Linked DNA regions of Oryctolagus cuniculus: region 1 is linked to region 2. A link is a contact called in public Hi-C data. All regions are on one chromosome and are shown on one strand. The core of a region is the stretch at or near the end of the contact, and the rest is flanking DNA. Distances in the headings are between cores, read along the strand shown.

What was found. A called contact is a pair of places that touch in the nucleus more often than the background predicts.
Region 1: a contact with region 2 is called in a Hi-C map of an unstated tissue, with 6 times the contacts expected there. The contact joins the enhancer-like site here to the promoter of FOXD1 in region 2. A contact is called at or near these places in 2 of 6 Hi-C or Micro-C datasets (ear pinna and an unstated tissue).

Annotation. Positions count from the first base shown.
Region 1 is chr14:37,784,086-37,789,573 of mOryCun1.1, reverse strand. No RefSeq gene overlaps it. Among named protein-coding and RNA genes, the nearest start is that of TMEM174, 33 kb to the left of the region's middle. Within about 2 kb of position 4,008, at least 1 of the 8 cell types and tissues checked has an H3K27ac peak or open chromatin away from gene starts, as enhancers often do.
Region 2 is chr14:37,516,789-37,521,794 of mOryCun1.1, reverse strand. It overlaps FOXD1 (forkhead box D1), which reads right to left and starts at 1,927. Exons shown (of 1, transcript XM_070056891.1): 1 at 1-1,927. The coding sequence starts at 1,786. The coding sequence ends at 230.

The DNA.
Region 1 (5,488 bases), core at 2,759-5,258, 270 kb before region 2:
AGGCTAAAGCCAGGAGCCAGGAGCTTCTTCTGGGTCTCCCACATGGGTGCAGAGGCCCAAGCACTTGGGCCATCCTCCGTTGCCTCCCAGGCACACTAGCAGGGAGCTGGATGGGAAGTAGAGCAGCTGGGTCTTGAACTGGCTCCCTTATAGGATGCTGGCACTGCAGGAGGAAGCTTAACCTTCTACGCCACAGAGCCGGTCCCCCATCTTCCAATCTTTCCCTAACTCTTTGCTTCCCCTCTCTTCCACTCAGACCCCTGCGATCGCATTGGGCAGACCCAGATGGGCCCGGATAACCTCACCCTGTCAAGTATCTTCCCTCGGTGGCATCTGCAAGGCCCTCCTCCCCACATCGAGCAGGGCCTTCACGAGTTGCATGGACTGGGAGGTGGGCCTGTGGGAGAGCTCTGCCCATTCCTAACTTCTTTTTTTTTTTTTTTTAAAGATTACCTATTTATTTATTTGAAAGGTAGAGTTACAGACAGTGAGAGGGAGAGACAGAGAGAAAGGTCTTCTGTCCATTGGTTCACTCCCCAAATGGCTGGAGCTGCGCCAATCAGAAGCCAGGAGCTTCTTCCCAGCGTCCCATGTGGGTGCAGGGGCCCAAGGACTTGGGCCATCCTCCACTGATTTCCCAGGCCATAGCAGAGAGCTGGATTGGAAGAGGAGCAGTCGGGATTCAAACCGACATCCATAACTTTTGATTGTGCAGGTGGACCTCTGTAACCTTTGACACTTGCTCTCGATTGCCTGGCGGTATATGCTGGCAGAAGGCTAAAAAAAAAATATTGGACAAATTAGCGCTGCCACAACATTGAGTAACTGCCAGTCAGGGAATTCAGTAGTTTTCTTCGTGGGTGTTATGTGTGTGAGAGCCTGTTTGGTTAGGGCTGTGATTTTATAGTACATGACATAACAGGGTCACAGTTTTGGCTCGTGAAATTGTTCCTAGCACGTCTGAGGGGGAGTAACGGGCTCTGCGGCGCCCTGCAGGGATGACTTTGGCATTGCAGGTGCAGAACTCCGGTCTCTGACCAAGGACCCGCCCCCCGGGGTGGGGGAGAAGGGGTGGAGGTGGGAGTGCAGGCAGGCTAGAGCTTTAGATCACCCCCCCACCCCAGACAGGGACTGGCTAGCAGCTAGAGCCAGGAAGAAAAAGACGCGAATGTGCAGCATGTTCAACGTCTGTGACTTTTTATGTTCTTGGAATGAGTCAAGAACTCAAGTCTGGAGTTTGGACAGGAAACTGGAACTCAGTGGGAGGTCTGTGAGGCTGGGGGAGGGGGGCACTTGCAGGCTTTCACAACACAAAACAGGCGGCTTTCAGCGGTGCTGGCTGGGCAGCAGCGGGGAGGGTGGTGTCCCCGCAGCCTGGGCCCGCCGCCGCCTGGGAGCCGAGGGGCAGGTGAGGGATCCGATCCTCCCTGTGTGTGCCTGGGCTGCCCAGGGCCTGGAGCTGCCAGGGAAATGCTTTGCTTCCTGGGGGGCCCCCTTGCTCAGGCCCACAGGACATGGGGAAGGAGCCAGCCACGCCGGAAGACCCCTGAACCCCTGAAGATGACACGGCCTTCTCCACTGTAGCAGTGGGCCAGTGACCAGGGCGACCGGGAATCTGAAGCCACGAGTCCAGCCCGAGGCAGGATGAGCCGAGAGTGGGACATGCTTAATTACTTCAGGGTAAGAAATCTGTGCTTCGTGAAGCCGCCAGCTGTCTGCGCTTTTGTATATTTTAATTGTTTGTTTGTTTTACAGTTTGTTGTTGTGGGTGTTGTTATTTCAGTAAAACTGTAAGTAAGGGGAGGGTAGCGGGGTCCTCGCCCTTGCCTGCCAAGCCCAGCCCCAGGAGCAAGGGGTCCCGGTGGGGCGGAAGCATCTCCAGGGTGTGGCAAATCAGGGCCCAGAGGGGCTGCTCTTGGCTCTCCGTCTTCAACACCTTGCAGGAAGGAGGGAGATGGCACTTCCAGTGGCATTTTGGGCACTGTGGACCGACAGGGAAGCATCCTTTCTGACAAACACAAGGCCCGGGGACCGGCACTGTTGTGGGGTTTGGTGGGCGCTGCCACAGGCCTCCTGGCTCAGCCATGGCCCTCTGTGGCCCAGCCCCCTATGCCCTCTCCAGCCCTCCAACAAGAACAGAGTAACTACAAGTCCTGAGGCTCCAGAGCTGCCTGACTCCAATTAACGCTAACCCCTGGCAAGCAGTAAGCCTCAAAAAAGCTCCAAAGGAAGACCTTTCTCTCTGTCTCTCTCTCTCTCTCACTGTCCACTCTGCCTGTCAAAAAAAAAAAAAAAAAGCTCCAAGCTGTTTTCAACACGCGGATCATTTATTTATTTATTTATTTGAAAGTCAGAGTTACAGAGAGAGGGAGGGAGGGAGAGACAGAGAGAGAAAGATTTTGCATCTGCTGGTTCACTCCCCAAATGACTGCAATGGCCAAGGCTGGGCCAGGCAGGAGCCAGGAGCCAGGAGCTTCTTCTAGGTCTCCCATGTGGGTGCAGGGGCCCAAGTACTTGGGCCATCTTCTGCTGCTTTCCCAGGCACATTACATTAGCAGGAAATGGAAACAGCCCGGGACTTGAACTGGTGCCCACGGGGGATGCTGGTGCTGCAGATGGCAGATTAACCTGCTGTGCCACAGCGCCAACCCCTAGCATTCTCTGAATGTGTGTCCCACTGACCACTCTTTTGATAAGGCAAACAATGCCACAGCTGAAGCCACCCAGGGATGGAAGGTCACACCTACGACCAACGTCAAGGTCCCCAGGTCCCAAGGCCCTGCTGATTCCTTGAGACATTGACAATCTCCATGGATCACACAGCAAAGGGGTGCCAGCACGGCCACCAGGAATTCCCCAGGTTCACACTCCTAGCTATAGCCCAGAAAACATCTCCACAGAGGGGAGGGGGGAAATCTGTTCAGGAGCTGGAAGCTGAGAAACACACTTGGTAAGCAAATACTTCAAAGTCCACCAGAGAATTCCCATAAAACACAGGCCCCCGTGCAGCAACCAGAGAGTGATTTAGACCCAGCTGGAATTTCTAGGGAGGAGGAGGAAAACTCACCTACTCTGTCCAGGGCCCCCTGAGTCATCTGTCACCTGCCATGAGACCCCTGAACCAGCAGAAATCTGAATGTGCACAGCCTACTGCCCTAGCCCTGGTGCGCGAGCCTTATTCCCAGGCCGACAGCCAGCAGCGGAGACCCAGGCCAGGCAGGGCGCTCGCCAGTTTTGGACGCATTCTGTTTTGTGCTCCTGTGAGCAAGGCTGGCTGGATGGGAAATACATTTTCTGGCCGCAGAACTCTTGCTGGCTGGCTCGGTTCAGGGAGGCCACGCACCGGCGACCCGATGGGAAGTGGCAGTTTTAGCAATCCCTTTTGGGCAGGATAGCACCGGCGAAAGGGGAACTTCAAATGCAGGCGACATCGGGTTCTGCAAAGGTGGCTGACCCAGTGGTTACTCCTGGGGCCTCGAGCCCCAGCCCGCAACGGCTCCGGCCCCAGACTCCGCACAGAGCACCCGGGCTGCCTCCAGGACAACCAGGCGGCTGTGCGCACGAGGTGATGCCCGCCCTGAAAGGGTCTTGGCCGCCCTGGCTGTGCCGGGTAAACTGCCTTAGACGGGCGGTGGAGGACGGGGGACTGCTACGGAGTTGCCCGAACCTTCTCGAAGGTCTCGGAGAGTTTCGACCCCCAGAGTCAGAACTGTCCTCTAAGAAGTCCGTGCCTATAGGGCAGCAGCGCAGGATGACCCCGGCCAGGGCGCGGCCACCCTGCTGTCCCCGCCGATGGCCGCAGGGTGGCAGACGGGGTCAGAGGCGGCGAGGGCAGCCGCGGAGGCCGGGGAGAGCCCAGGCGGCGGGGACAGGGCTCCGCAGCCTTCTGGGGTGTGCGGGAGACAACGCCGACCCCTAGACTGCCCAGCTGGACGGCCGCAGCCTCTGCCCCAGCATGTGCCGCCCGCAGCGCCTGGGAGACCGGAGCCAGGACGTGGCCGCGAGGCACGCTCGGGAGTGCCTGGAGCCAAGGACCGCGGGGAGAGTCGTTTCGGCCCCGGCGGCCGACGGCGCGCCCTCCTCCTGCTCCCCGCTCTGCAGGCTCTGAGATCCGCGCGGGCCGTGAGCCCGAGGGCGACTGGGAGAATACGACCCTGAGTTGTGCGGCTGAGAAAGTTCAAATGCAGGAGCCCGTATTTTGTGCCTAGTCTATGCAGGGACACCCTCCGCTCCCTGTGCCTGTGCGGGCTTCCACCGTGCGGGTCACTCCCGCCCGGGTCTCCTCTCCCTGTCCTCCTCCCGGCACAACCGCCTGGTTGTCCTGGAGGCAGCCCGGGTGCTCTGTGCGGAGTCTGGGGCCGGAGCCGTTGCGGGCTGGGGCTCGAGGCCCCAGGAGTAACCACTGGGTCAGCCACCTTTGCAGAACCCGATGTCGCCAGCATTTGAGGTTCCCCTTTCGCCGGTGCTACCCTGCCCAGAGTTAATGCTGGCTGCATCTGAACCCATACTAGCCCAAACTTCTAGTGCGGGGCCCAGGAGGAGGAGGAGGAGGGGGAGACATCTGCCTCGCAGAAACCAAGCCACTTCTTCCGGCCGCTGCTAAGGGCTGAACACAACACTTCCCCCTGTCTGGGAAAGAAACTGCTTTAAAATGACCTTACCCCGTTTGAGATGCCAAGTAACCTTAAAGACTGCAAAATTGTTCCGTTCCTTCCAAGTGGACTTGGGGTGGAAAGGTTGTGGAAGTGCAGCCTGAAGACTGGGGCCATGGCAAAGCCAAGGCCGCTGGGGTCTTCAGTGTCCTCAGAACAAAGCCCCTGTCCTCTCTCCGCGTCCCTGTAGGACCTTATGTCTCCTATTGGAGGGGCACTGGGCACAGCCAGCCTCGGTCCTGGTTGGGGCCGGAGCCAGGGGAGGGGGCTGTGGTTATTGCTGGGTTACACTGCCTGGGTGACGGGGGCAGCAGGCAATGATCCCAGGGTGGCAGCACTGGGGAGTGGGGAGTGCCTGCTTGTAGCAGCTGCTGCCTACCCCGGGCCTGGCGCCCGCGGCTTCTCTGTCACTCAGCTGCTGCTGTTGTCCCTGGGCAGCGGCCCAGGTCCGTGGTTGCCCACTTTCTTTCTGTGGCTCCTTTGCTTCGGTGTTTGGTGATTCATTGACATCTCCAGCAGAGGGAAGGCGGCAGGATGGAAAAGCCGGGACTCTGGCTGCCTGGCTCTGTGTAGCTCTGGGTGCTCCCAGGCCTGGGCTTGGCGGGACAGGAGCTGCACTGTCGGCTAAAATGAGATTTTGGGATTATCTGTGGCTTTAATCTGGCTTCTCACATCTAGCATTTCCACAAGTAATTAGAGATTGCTAGAGACATTCAGAAACTGCATTAGCCTCAAAGAATTTGGAGAAAATCTAAGTAGGCTTAAATACCATCTTGGAGTCCAGAATGTTAATCTCTGGGCTCCAGATGACTAACATTTTTAGAGATCCCCATTTT
Region 2 (5,006 bases), core at 678-3,177:
ACTGGCGGCCCCCGTCAGCGCCCCGCTCCTGCCCGGCCCGTGCGGGGGCTGCGGCGCGGGGCGCCCGTGCATAAATAGAGGGACCCGCGGAGCCGAGCGGCGCGCCCGGAGTCAGTCCCGCACCGTCTGTGTGCGAGACTGCAAGACAGCGAAAACGAACCCCAAACCACCCAGACGAATAAAGGAGCCGGGGTTCCTACCTGCTGTTCTCAGGGCGCTAACAGCGTTATTAACAATTTGAAATCCTAGCAGTAAAGTTCTCCACACTGGACAGGGCAGTCCCTTGGTGCAGAGTCCCCAGCGCGGCCGACGAGGAGACGGAGGAGGCGGCGGCGGCGGCGGCCGCCACGAGCGAGCGGGTGAGCGCGGCGGCCGGGCCCGCAGCCGCCTGCGTCGCGCAGCCGCCGCCGCCGCCGCCGCTGGACCCGGAGCCGGACACGAGCGCGGGTGCGGGTGCGGGTGCGGGCGCGGCCGGCGCGGCCGGCGAGGCCGAGGGCGAGGCCTGAGCGGCAGCGGCCGCGGCCGCGGCGGCGGCAGCGGCGGCGGCCGGGCCCAGGCTGCCCCCGATGATGCTCTCGATGGAGAAGGGCGAGCGCGCCAGAGCCGAGGCGCCCGGGCCGCCGGCCTTGGCCGCCGAGGCCTGCAGGGGGCCGGGCAGCGCGGCGCCGAGCGGGTGCGGCCGGTAGCCGAAGGCGGTCCGTGCCAGTTCGGCGGCCGCGCCGTGCGGCGGGGGCGGCGGCGGCGGCGGCGGCGGCGGCGGGGGCGGCGGCGGCGGGGGCGAGTGCGGGTGGAAGGCGGCGGCGGCGGCGGCGAAGATCGCCGAGGGTGGCGCGTAGGGCGGCAGCTGCAGGCCGTAGCCGCAGCCATAGGGGCCGTAGCCGTAGGCGTGCGGCGGCGGCGGCGGCGCGGGCGGGAAGAGCGCAGCGGCGGCGGCAGCGGCGGCGGCGGCGGCTGCAGCAGCGGCGGTGGGGTCGCCCGCGCCACCCCCGGCCCCCGCGCCACGCAGCAGCAGCGACTCCGCGGCGGCGGCCGCGCTGGGCGCGAGCAGCGGCTGGCGCTTGAAGCGCTTCCTCCGGCGCAGGAAGCTGCCGTTGTCGAACATGTCGGCCGACTCGGGGTCGAGCGTCCAGTAGTTGCCCTTGCCCGGGTTGCCCGGCTCGCGGGGGATCTTGACGAAGCAGTCGTTGAGCGAGAGGTTGTGGCGGATGCTGTTCTGCCAGGCGGGAAACTTCTCCCGGTAGTAGGGGAAGCGACCGCTGATAAACTCGCAGATCTCGCTCAGCGTCAGCCGCTTCTTGGGGCTCTGCAGGATGGCCATGGTGATGAGCGCGATGTACGAATACGGCGGCTTCACCAGCGGGTTCTTGGCGCCGCCGCCCGCGCCCCCCGCGCCCACGCCGCCGCCTCCACCGCCGCCGCCTCCCCCAGCGCCCGGGCCCGCGCCCGCGCCGCCGCCACCGCCGCCACCGCCCCCTCCGGCCCCGGGCCCCGCCGCCGGGGCCGGGCCCGGGGGCGCCGGGGAGCCCTCCGCGCGCGGGGCCAGCAGGATGTCGTCGTCGTCGTCGTCGTCCTCCAGGTCCTCCAGCTCGTCCTCGCCTGCGTACGAGCGCCGCCGCCGCAGCTGCCGCCGCCGCCGCGCGGGCACGGCCAGCCGGGGCCCGCCGCCGCCGCCCTCGTCGTCGTCCTCCTCTTCCTCGTCGTCGTCGTCCTCTCCCTCCCCCACCACGTCGATATCTGTCTCCTCGGCGAGGCCGCAGGCATCGGACATCTCCGTGCTCAGGGTCATAGCTGTGGCGCGGCGGGGTGGCACATAGGGGCGCCGGAGTCCGGGCTCCGCGCGCGCCCCAGCCCGGGTCCCGGGCTGCCGGCCCGGCCCGGGGGCGCCACGCTGGGGGCGCGGCGGCGCCGGCGGCCGGGGCTGCGTGCGTGGGGCCTCGCGGGCCGCGGCGGGGCCTCGCGCGGCGACTTTGGAACTCTCGCGCCGCCGCCGCACTCGTCGCGCGCCTTCCGCGCTCCGGGGTTCGGCGCGCACCAGCCGGGGCAGAGGACTTGACCTTCTCTTCCGCGGCTCGGCTTCGGTCGGTTCCGTGGAGGGGTGGGCGAATCCAAGCTGTCGGGCGCGCGGGAGGGTGCGGGACGTGTGAGAGCCCGGACACGGAGCGCGGCGAGGCCGGGGCTGAGTCCAGGAGAGGGCGGACCTTTCCCGGGCTTATAGCAGAAGGGGGCCTGTCACATGGTGCGCACGTCAGAGCGCGGCCGAGGGAAGGGAGAGCGAGCTCGGAAATCAGCCGTGTTCGGGAGAGAAAGTTCACCCGTAGGCGGGGGCAGCGCACGCGAGGGCGGGGAGGAAGGAGGACCCCCGCCATTCCTGCCCAAGCGGTGGAGGCTGAATTACGTGGTGGTCTGTCAGGGGTCGCAGCCCGCTTCTCCCCTTCTCGGCCCTCCACCCCAACGCCACAGGGTCTGATAGCTCCAGGGTCCCCCGCAGCCGTCTGGCTAGGGGCAGAACCGCCGCGTCCTGAGGTGGTCCCTGGTTGGGCGCCCCGGGGATCTGTTGGAACAAGCGGTCCCCCCAACTCCCCGAGCCAACCGATGGGGAAAACCCCCATCTAAGCACGGCAATAATTGCGTATTGACCCTGCAACCCGTTCCCCTCGGTTCTTCTCCAAAGACGTCTGTTTTCCGCCGTCTGTTAATGAGAGCGCAACAAGCCGGCGTTTTGGTCACTCTTCCTGCGCTTGAACGCTCCGGAGTCCGAGCAGCCGAGAAGACCTGACGAGTCCTTAGGGGTGGAGAGAGCCATCACTGAATGCGGAAAAGTGATGGGATATTTTGGTGGAAACCCAAAGACACACAGACAAGTCGCACCTAGTAACGGCTCAAACAAGTTCCTTCGAACTGGACGGTCCGTAACAATGCCATCCCGATCAGCGTTTCGTAGCAATCTCAAAATATCTAAATTACTGAAACATGTACATAATAGTTCCACGCAGGCAGGCTTAGTAATAGACGCTACGAGGATACACAAGAACTTAAGAGCAACTTTTTAAAACGTGGTTTTAGAAAATTCATTCAATATTTCCAGTAACTCCTAGTAAAGATAAACGAATTTGTCAAATATCTGAATCCAGTTCCATTCGCATCAGTTTTCGTTTTCAGGTCGCAAGGCAGGGGAACCAGCCACAGACACTGCTGTCTTAGGGATGCCTGGCTTTATCATCAGCCCTTGATTATTTTGGCTATTGGAAAACCCTAGTCCTTTGTGGAATTCGAATTCACACTGCTACACCTTCTGGGTCTTTGCATCTCTTAAGGTGCTTTTCTTTCAAGGTGCTGACCTTGCCTTGAGAAGGTAACTTTCTGATTTAAATGCCCAGCTGACAAGCACCGAGAATGAAAGCCGAAGGTTTTTTCTAGGAGCATCTTCAGCTGCCCCTGTGGGTATCATTTCGTGCACCAGGCACTTTTCACGTCTTGAAACGCCCGCTCTCTACCGTTATCAATCACGGAGCCTTAAAAACAAACTGTTCCTCCATCCAACACTCCTTTTAAAATCGAGTTTTTGTTGCAGAAGGCAGCTACTGCCATGCAACACTTACAAATGACCCATAAAATCTACCATACATCTTGGAAAGATCTATGGGAACCCCTCAACGTTCTAAATAAATCATTTTTCACTGGCTGTCGTTTGATGTACGGCTGGACCGTTTAATTGTTGCGGCGGGCTCTGCGTCGACCTGCGCCTGCGTTAATCAGCGCTTGACTCAGGCATCGCATCGCCCTGTGGGTGCAGCCAGGGGTCCCTACCCTCGGAAAGTGTAAGTTGTCAAAGTACTCGGTCGATATCTAAAGAGACACCGCGGTGTCCGCAGCGCCGAGGGTTGGTGCGTGGCGAAGTGCGTGAGGACGAAGCACCGAGGAAGAACTCTTCCCTGGTTCCAGGGGTCCCGCGCCCTGAACTTGCGTGTCCAGGAAGAGCGCGCGGGGCGGGCGGCGCGTTCCCTCCGTGGCAGTGTCCTCAGGTCCCTTCCCACAAGGCTAAAGGGCGCCTCCCTGGAAACGTTTGGAAAACGTGGCAAGTTATCTTCGGGCCGCTCAGGGGAATGTGTGGGGAGTTCCCGAAGGTCGCAGCGGAAGATCAATCGGCAGGAGCCGCTGCAGGGCCGGCCAGTGTTACGAGAGCCGCGGGTGAGCTTTGCCGAAACCCCGCATCCCGGAGCGCCGCGCGCTTTGCGTGCCTTAGCGAAGCCGCACGTCTGCACGCGCCCTGCAGCGCCGCGCCCCTCAGTTCTCCAGGCGCGGAAACCCCAGCGGGTCACGTCCCGCGCGCCCCCTTTCGCTCCCGAGCCTAACGCGCTCCCGGTGTTGGGCTGCGGCTGCAGGGAAATCCCGCCTGCGCCCCCTGAAAGCCCCCCGCGCGCCTCATGCGTGTCCAGGACACAGGCACCTTCCCCAGGGCCACCGCTCTCCTGCTCGCCCTGCTCGCGTGGACGCGGAAAGGGGCCCGCGCAGGGCAGCGCTGCCCCCTGGTGGCGGCGCGGCGCTGTGTGGCCATCGCGCGGCGCTGGGGCTAGGCCCGGGGTGGGAACGCTCCAAGTGCGGGCGTGAGGCGCATGTGGCCAGACGGCTCCGCGACGTTCCTCCCCCTGCGCCTGCAGCAGCCTGGACAGTCCGGGGCGAGCGTTGGCTTTTTCCGCGGGTGGTCGGGAGCCGTCCGCTCCGAGGACGGCCGAGTTTCAGCCTTTGTCCTTGGGCCCCCGACCAAGAATGCCGCAGGTTCAGGGGCCTCCTTGGGCGGTCAAGGTCTGGTGGACACCTTGGGGGCGCGGAGCTCCCTGAACAGGAGACGAGTGTGCCGTGCGCATCTCGAGTGGCGTGGGATAGGGGCTCCCCGTGGACGCGTTTGCATACTCGGCGGACCCTGAGCCCGCCACTCGTTCGGCGTCTGTGTGCCTGGCGCTCGGAGCCGCAGGGAGAAGGCGCCAGTCCCTGACCGCTAAGTCACG